Regions from separate parts of the Mus musculus genome. Here region 2 is linked to region 1. The links are chromatin contacts, called in public HiChIP or PLAC-seq maps. All regions are on one chromosome and are shown on one strand. The core of a region is the stretch at or near the end of the contact, and the rest is flanking DNA. Distances in the headings are between cores, read along the strand shown. Region 1 holds the start of Padi4 (peptidyl arginine deiminase, type IV). Region 2 holds the start of Atp13a2 (ATPase type 13A2).

The links. HiChIP or PLAC-seq counts read pairs in DNA pulled down with a chosen protein or histone mark.
Region 2: an H3K4me3 HiChIP or PLAC-seq map of stem cell-derived neural progenitor cells shows a contact between it and region 1, with 4 times the contacts expected there. The contact joins the promoter of Atp13a2 here to the promoter of Padi4 in region 1. A contact is called at or near these places in 3 of 39 promoter capture datasets (embryonic stem cells, pre-B cells and stem cell-derived epiblast-like cells), 6 of 115 datasets of contacts at active chromatin or transcription factors (double positive thymocytes, embryonic stem cells, large pre-B cells and 3 more) and 2 of 9 other capture datasets (adipose tissue and liver).

The regions. Positions count from the first base shown.
Region 1 is chr4:140,772,374-140,775,907 of GRCm38.p6, forward strand. It overlaps Padi4 (peptidyl arginine deiminase, type IV), which reads right to left and starts at 1,830. Exons shown (of 16, transcript NM_011061.2): 1 at 1,716-1,830. The coding sequence starts at 1,807.
Region 2 is chr4:140,984,743-140,988,485 of GRCm38.p6, forward strand. Atp13a2 (ATPase type 13A2) reads left to right here and starts at 2,179. Exons shown (of 29, transcript NM_029097.3): 1 at 2,179-2,334. The coding sequence starts at 2,325.

The DNA of each region.
Region 1 (3,534 bases), core at 580-3,079:
TGGGGCCTCTCAAACCACAGGTGGCCTCTTCTTTGTCCCCTGGTCCCCATGCTTGTGGGGTTAGGCCTGAGTCCCTGACAGGGCCACAGAGCTTGGTAGCCCTGTTTAGGGGCTTGCTCATATAGCACTGCCTGGGAGGGGCAGTTAAAATGATTTATTGTCGGTCTGTCTATTTACTTATTTATGTCAGATCCTGGTGTGGCTCTATGAAAGGCCCAGGACTCGAGTTTGCGCCCCAGAACCGTGTGCTAAGCGCGGGGGTGCAGGCTTGCTCCCAGAGCTGGGAGGCAAAGGCAGGTTGAGCCCATGCCCTGAGAAGGGCAGAAGTTCTTCCAAGACCTCATGCAAGCGGCACAAGCTGCTGTCCCCCTCTACCCCCCGCAGTACAGCCCTCCCATTCTTGTATTCCCTTCTCACGGACGGGACATGCCCCAGTCTTGGCTCTTCCCGGGGGACAAACACCCACATTTTCATCAACACCCCTGTCTGATCAAATGCTCAGATCTCCCCATTTGAAAACCTCCATCAGGATCAGCAAGATGGCTCGGTGGACAAAGGCGCCTGCTGCCAAGCCTGCCGACCTGAGTCCTGGAGCTCACATGGTGAGAGGAGAGCTGACTCCCACAGGCTGGCTGCCGACCTCGGTACACAGAGCCTGAGGAATGACACCTGAGTTTGTCCTGGCCTCCGCAGGCTCCCACACACCCCTGCATCTACAGACAATAAGAGCACTTGTGACCTAGACTTAAGGCGAGAGCTAGCCTGGGATCCTGGCGAGGATGCTGGGCTAGCTCTGGCCTCTGGCCTCTACTCGGCACCCACTTTCAAGCAGCTTGTCCTCTGGGAGTGGGCGCCTCTGATGATACCAGGCTTTCCCTTCCTTGTGTCCTCAGCCTCTCACCAGTGGCCTGTGAGCCACCCAGACCGCCAGTGCTTTCCTGCTGCTGGGGTCAGACAGTCACTGACCCACTGACCCTGGGCACCTCCCAGAGGCCTTTATGGACATCACTTGGGTCACGATGCCCAGCTCTGTGGGGGAAGCTGCTGCAATTCCCACATGAAAGGCTGCATCAGACTCCACCCACGAGGCTTCCTCCATTGTCCTAGGTGACCCGGAACCTGGCAGAGGTCACAGTGCTCAGTAAGTACTCAGGTTATATTTGTTGAATGTACAAGGGAATGGAAAAAATGAACAACAAATGAACTGTTGGGGATCTGATCTGCCCAGTACTGTACAGAGTACCTAACAAACAGTACCTCAGAGTATTTAACAAACAACACCACGGAATACCTAACAAACAGCACTGTGGAGTACCTAACAAACAGCACCTCAGAGTACTTAACAAACAGCACCATGGAGTACTTAACAAACAGCACCATAGAGTGCTTAACAAACACATTTGGAGTTGCCACACTTAATCCTTAAAGTCATTTCATGAGGTAAGGTAAATCAGGCCCAGCTGCCCAAGCCCTCCCCACCGTCAGCCTACAGCAGGGACTGTTTCTCCCTTGTTAGGCAGCCCTGTAATTCCTTGCATTGAGTGCCAGGCAGTTGTATTTATACCTCACAGAGAACTAATTGGCACGATAGGCCCCACACCTCTGGCTTATCTCTCTAGCAGATCTCTTGCCCAGAACCTGAGCTGGGCCAGCAGCGCCCAGCTCCTGCCTGCCCCAAACTGCCCCCACAGGCCCAGGATCTCTGCCCCTCTCACCCGCGGACATCCAGCGGGGTCGCTGTGCCCACCACACACACGGCGTGAGTGGGCTGCTCGGGGGCCACGTGGATCACCGCGCCTTGGGCCATCCTTGCTCGCTCGGTCAGCAGGCAGCAGGAAGCCCCTGGGCTGGTTCCTTTATAGTGCCAGGCGAGCCCATGAGTCAGCACCTGCCCTGCCCCGGAGGCCCAGCCCCTCTCCACTCAGGTGCCCCAGTGGCTGCACAGCCTCCTCTACCCTGGGCCACCCAGGACCCCCCCACCCACCCATGGGTGTCCACAGTGAAGCCTGCAACAGCAGAAGAGTGGGGCACTCGGAAGCCTGTGAGGGGAGAGCACAGGCTATGCCCTTAGCCACCCCTGCCTGGGCCAGGACTGCACATCTTGCCCAAGCACACTTAACAAGACATTGGAAAGAAGGGGAGAAAGGCAGGAGAAGGCTAAACAGAAGGCTATTCTGGGCGTGGCTGAGGTCGCCGCCCTACCCCCCACTCTTCTCTTCGGGACTTGCTCTCCGCTGAAATGCTCCCAGGACAGTCTGTGAAACTCAAGCTGTTGCAGTCCCTTCCCCCACTTCATCCTTGAAGCATCTCTGAGGTCAGCTCACATCATCACACCCACTTTCCAGATGAAGAAACTGAGGCCCAGGGTAGAGGAGGCTCTGCAGCCAGTAAGGATTTGAACAGAAGCTGGCCACAGGGTAGGGCCTTTATTAGCAGTCTGTCCTGGTGACGTGGTCTTTTCAAACCTTAAGACAAAGGCTTCTCACTGTAACACCAAGCATCCGAGGGCAGTTGACTGCCAGCCCATTTTATAGAAGGGAAAGCTGAAGCACAGAGAGGAAAAAGTAGTGGGGGCCATGGGCACGGCTGGGAGGGGAAACCATGTTACCCAACCTAGAGGTGAGGTTTGCTGCATACCCTGGGTATCTGCCTCTACAGGACCTCCCCCAGAAGACCAGATGGTGCGGGTGTGGGCCGCGCCCGCCCTGAGGGCACTCATGAGGGCTCTGCACCTGGTGCCAGGGCTGTCTGCTCATGGGGTGAACTGGGGGTGGGGATGACAAGTCCTAACAGGGAGCACCCAGAGAGGGTGTGTCTGTCTCGGAGGCTGCCGAGAGCACAGGGTGTTTGGGGGGCTGTAGGGTCTCCTTTGGCTCCACATCAAAGGCCGCAGGATTCGGTAGACCTGAGCCCATGGCCTCCTGGCCAGCGTCCCCAGAGCTCAGCACATGTGTGTGCTGGACAGGAGGCTACTGGGGGTCTGAGAGGCCAAAAAAAGGCTCCTGGGTCCCGTGATCCCTAAATAGGAGTTAGGACCAGGGTCCCTTTCTGTCCTCAGGGGGTTTGGTACAGGAGCCAGGCCACCAGCCATAGTATAAAGACATGGTAGGAGTCTGTTTTGTCCCTCCTGTCCCTCCACCATGTGAGTCCTGGGCATTGAACCCCAGGTCACCAAGCTTTCTGGCAAATATCATCTCCCTGGTCCCCAGCCTGATTTTTTTTTATTTTTATTTTTTGTTTTTTTCAAGACAGGGTTTCTCTGTATAGCCCTGGCTGTCCTAGAACTCACTCTGTAGACCAGGCTGGCCTTGAACTCAGAAATCCGCCTGCCTCTGCCTCCCAAGTGCTGGGATTAAAGGTGTGCGCCACCACCGCCCGGCCCCTGAGTTTTGAGACAGGATCTCTCATTGGCCGCAACCCACGAAGTCCACTCTGCTGGCTTCCAGTGAGTCCCAGAAGAATGTGTTTCTGCTTCCTCAGCGCTGGGATTCAAGTGTGGGCCTCCACCCCGCAGGGCCTTACATATGTGTGACA
Region 2 (3,743 bases), core at 929-3,428, 210 kb after region 1:
CACTGAAGCCAAACCTCTGGGCATGTCTGAGCCTCACATTTCCACACCCACATATCTGGTCAACAAGTCCTGTGCACATGGCCAGGTTCCTGGAGGTTGCGCTGTCAAGGCGTCCCACTGTCCCCATAAAGGGATTCCCCCCGCCCCCATCATAGCTCTGCACACTTCTTGACTTTCTGCAGTCTGTTGTTTAGCTTGAGTGTCCTTGTGTCACTTTCCAGTAGTCCCCACTGGACAGGACCTGATGGTCCAGCTCCTGGAACTCAGCCTGACTCGCCTTGAGTTCACAGGGATACTGTGATGCTGAAGGTGTGGGCCCAGGACTATTCCAGCCGCAACTTTCCCTGGCTTACTCCAGGTCTCTCATACACCCTCTGCCTCAGTTCAGAGGTCATTGATCCTGGGGCCGGGGGACACCCTAGCTGTGTCAGTCACTATGGGATAGTGTAGTGAATGCTGTAGATGGGTATCCTAGGCTTTCCTGGGTCTTTATTTGTCTCACCTGTGCAGGGGTATGTGCGGACCATGCTTCCGGGTTTCTGGGCTAGGTCCTACCTCCCTTTAGCCTCCTGCGCATCATCACAGCCAACCTGTATGGAGCACCTTTCTGGCCATATCTGACCATGGGAGTCTATGGCAAGTGTGACCTTCTCCTGATATCTACCCAGTAGTATCAGGCTTTAGATGAGTGCTCTTATGCAGCACGTACAACAAGCCGTCACTGCTGCTATTTGTCATTGTACAGGTCAGAAAAAGCTGTCCCGGGGCTGGGGAGATGGCTCAGTGGATAAGAGCATGGGCGGTAGCCGGGCAGTGGTGGCGTACGCCTTTAATCCCAGCACTTGGGAGGCAGAGGCAGGTGGATTTCTGAGTTCGAGGCCAGCCTGGTCTACAAAGTGAGTTCCAGGACAGCCAAGAAGATACAGAGAAACCCTGTATCGAAAAACCAAAAAAAAAAAAAAAAAAAGAGCATGAGTGGCTCTTCCAAAGATCCTGGGTTCAATTCCCAGCACCCACATGGCAGCTCATAGCTGCCTGTAACGCCAGTTCCAGAGGATCCAACACCCTCACACAGACACGCATGCAGTCAAACACCAAGGCACGTGAAAAGAAATAAAATTTAAAAAAAAAAAATAGGTCCAAACCCAGTAATATGGCTCAGGGGGTAAAGGTGTTTGCTGGGGACTTAAGGTCAATTCCTAGGCACCCACAGAAAGAATATGACTGACTCTTGAAGACTGTTCTCTGATGTGCTATTGTGCATACATGCACCACCACCACCACCACACACACACACACACACACACACACACACACACACACACACACACACACACACACAATTAGAATTAATAGTGCTGTTTTGTTTTGTTTTGAAGAAAAGGAGACCCAGGGAGGTTAGCTTACACATCTACAGTCACACAGCCTGGAAGAGACAGGGGCAGGCTTGAACCTGCACGCGTAAGGTGCAGTGCTGAGGGGTGCGCCTGAGGCTGTGGTCGCGGACAGGACACTTTCTCCTCTTCCACCTCTGTCTCCCAGTATGGCCCCCCTGTTTGTCTGCCAGCAGCCTATCCGTGTGCCTGTCTTTTTGTCTGTCCTGTCTCCCAGCATATCGGTTTTCCGTTTGTCTGTTCTGTCTGGAGACTGTCCCACCTGTGTCTTCCAACCTCTCCCTCCCACTCTGCCTGCCTATTTGATGTTTGTCTGTCCGCCTGTTTCCTGTATTATTGTTGTTCTATATGGAGGCTGTTCCAATGGGGTGTCCCAACGTTCCTTTCTGTTTGTTTGTCTGTCACCTCTCTACCTCTTTGTCTGTTGTCTGCCTGGTGCCCCCCCCCCCGCCCCTTTCTGTCAAGCCGGTCCACTTGTGTCTTCCCAGCATCGCCCTCTGTCTGCCTGTATGTCTGCCTACCTGTCTCGCAGCCTGTCCTTTTCCGTCTATCTCTTTTGTCTGGGGACTGTCCCGTCCACATTCCCTTGCTTCCCATCTCTTCCCTCCTCTCCCCATCCCCCGACTCGCGCCTCCACCCACGCTGCCCACAGCATCAAGATCTCAGCGAGCTCCGGACAGAGGCCAGACTGGGAACTACAAGTCCCGGCAGCCCGCGCGGCAGCGACGGACGCAGGCGCCGTGGAGGGGCGGGGCTTGACGGCCGCAGACTGCGGCACAGTTCCAGTCGCCGTCGCGTCTTGCAGGTGCTGCCCAGCCCGGCCCCTCCGCGGATCGCCGCAACCGGCGCCCCCCGACCGTGCCCCGGGGCCTCGCACGCCGAGCCCAGGCCGCGGGCCACAGCGGCCGGCGATGAGCGCGAGGAGCCGAAATGAGCGCAGGTGAGCGGCGGCCCGGCCCTCCCTTCGGGTCTCATCCCCAGGCCCCCAGAGACAGATTTAGGTTGCCGCTGCGCTCACCCTAGGGCCGGGGGTTCCTGCCCTCCCCATCCCCTCTGAATGCATTCGACCCTGAGTGACAGGTCCCAGTGATGGACGCGGTGCACCGCCGTGGGTCCTCTGTGCAGCACCCATATGTGCTACATGAACAGGATTAGGGAAGCCAGCTCTCTGCCGAGGCACAAATGCACTCCTGACCTACACAGAAAGCTTGCCAGTGGCCACATCCAAGGACCATATCCTGCATGCCCCCCCCCCATGCCAGAATGAGTGTCTTAGGCTGAAACCAAAATCCCACCAGATGCAGATGGTCTGCTAACCTCCGGGTGCTAGCATGTCTCTGTCTAGCCCAGTCCCCAACTTCCATCCGACAGTGTCTTAGGTGAGGAATGGAAAACAATAGGGGGCTACAATTCAACTTGTGATAAGAACAACGTCTTCCCCTTATGCACCAGACCCCTGACTCTGCACTTGAGCAAAGTCTCTAGCGTCTAGCATAGCACCTAGAATCTACATAAAGACCTCCTAGGCGCACACCCTCCCAGCTTGAGGGAAGCCATGAGCTCATGGCCATGGGGGAGCCACCAGAAGTAGATGCTGGTGCCCTGGGCCACTGATAGATTAGCAGCCGGAAGCTGGGTCTTCCGCAGGAAATAAGAGGTTCCCAAATGGCTTTGACTCCCACCCCTCAGCTCTACGGTGCTGGTGTGGCTGCCCCAGGGCTGGGAACTGGGCTCAAGCCTCGTCTCTGCCATGCGTGTCTTTATGTTGGTCTTTCATTCTTGGCCTGCCTTTTCTTGGGCTTTGTGTTTGGGTTTCTGGCTGAGTGCTGAGAAGGGTGTCAAACCTGGACCTTTTGCTCTACTGGAGCTATATTGTAATTTTGTTGTTGTTGTTGTTGTTGTTGTTTTGTTTTTTGAGATAGGGTTTCTCTCTGTAGCCCTGGCTGTTCTGGAACTCACTTTGTAGACCAGGCTGGCCTCGAACTCAGAAATCCGCCTGCCTCTGCCTCCCCAGTGCTGGGATTAAAGGCATGTGCCACCACACCCGGTGCAATCTTTGCATTATATTATTTAATCTTTTAAAGATTTGTTTTTAAAATGTTTGTGTGTGTATGTGTGTGTGTGGCTTTGAGGGGATTACAGAAGGTTGTGAATGCTGAAAAGCAAACTCATGTCCTCTAGGAGAGCTGACTGTACTCTTAACTGCTGAGGTAACTCTCCAGCCCCTATTATTTTTATTGTTTGAGATTGGGGTGTCATGTAGCCCAGGCTGGCCTCAAATCCAATACTTAGTCGTGGATGACCTTGGACTAATCCTGTTTGCATGTCTTCAGTGCTGGTATTACAGTC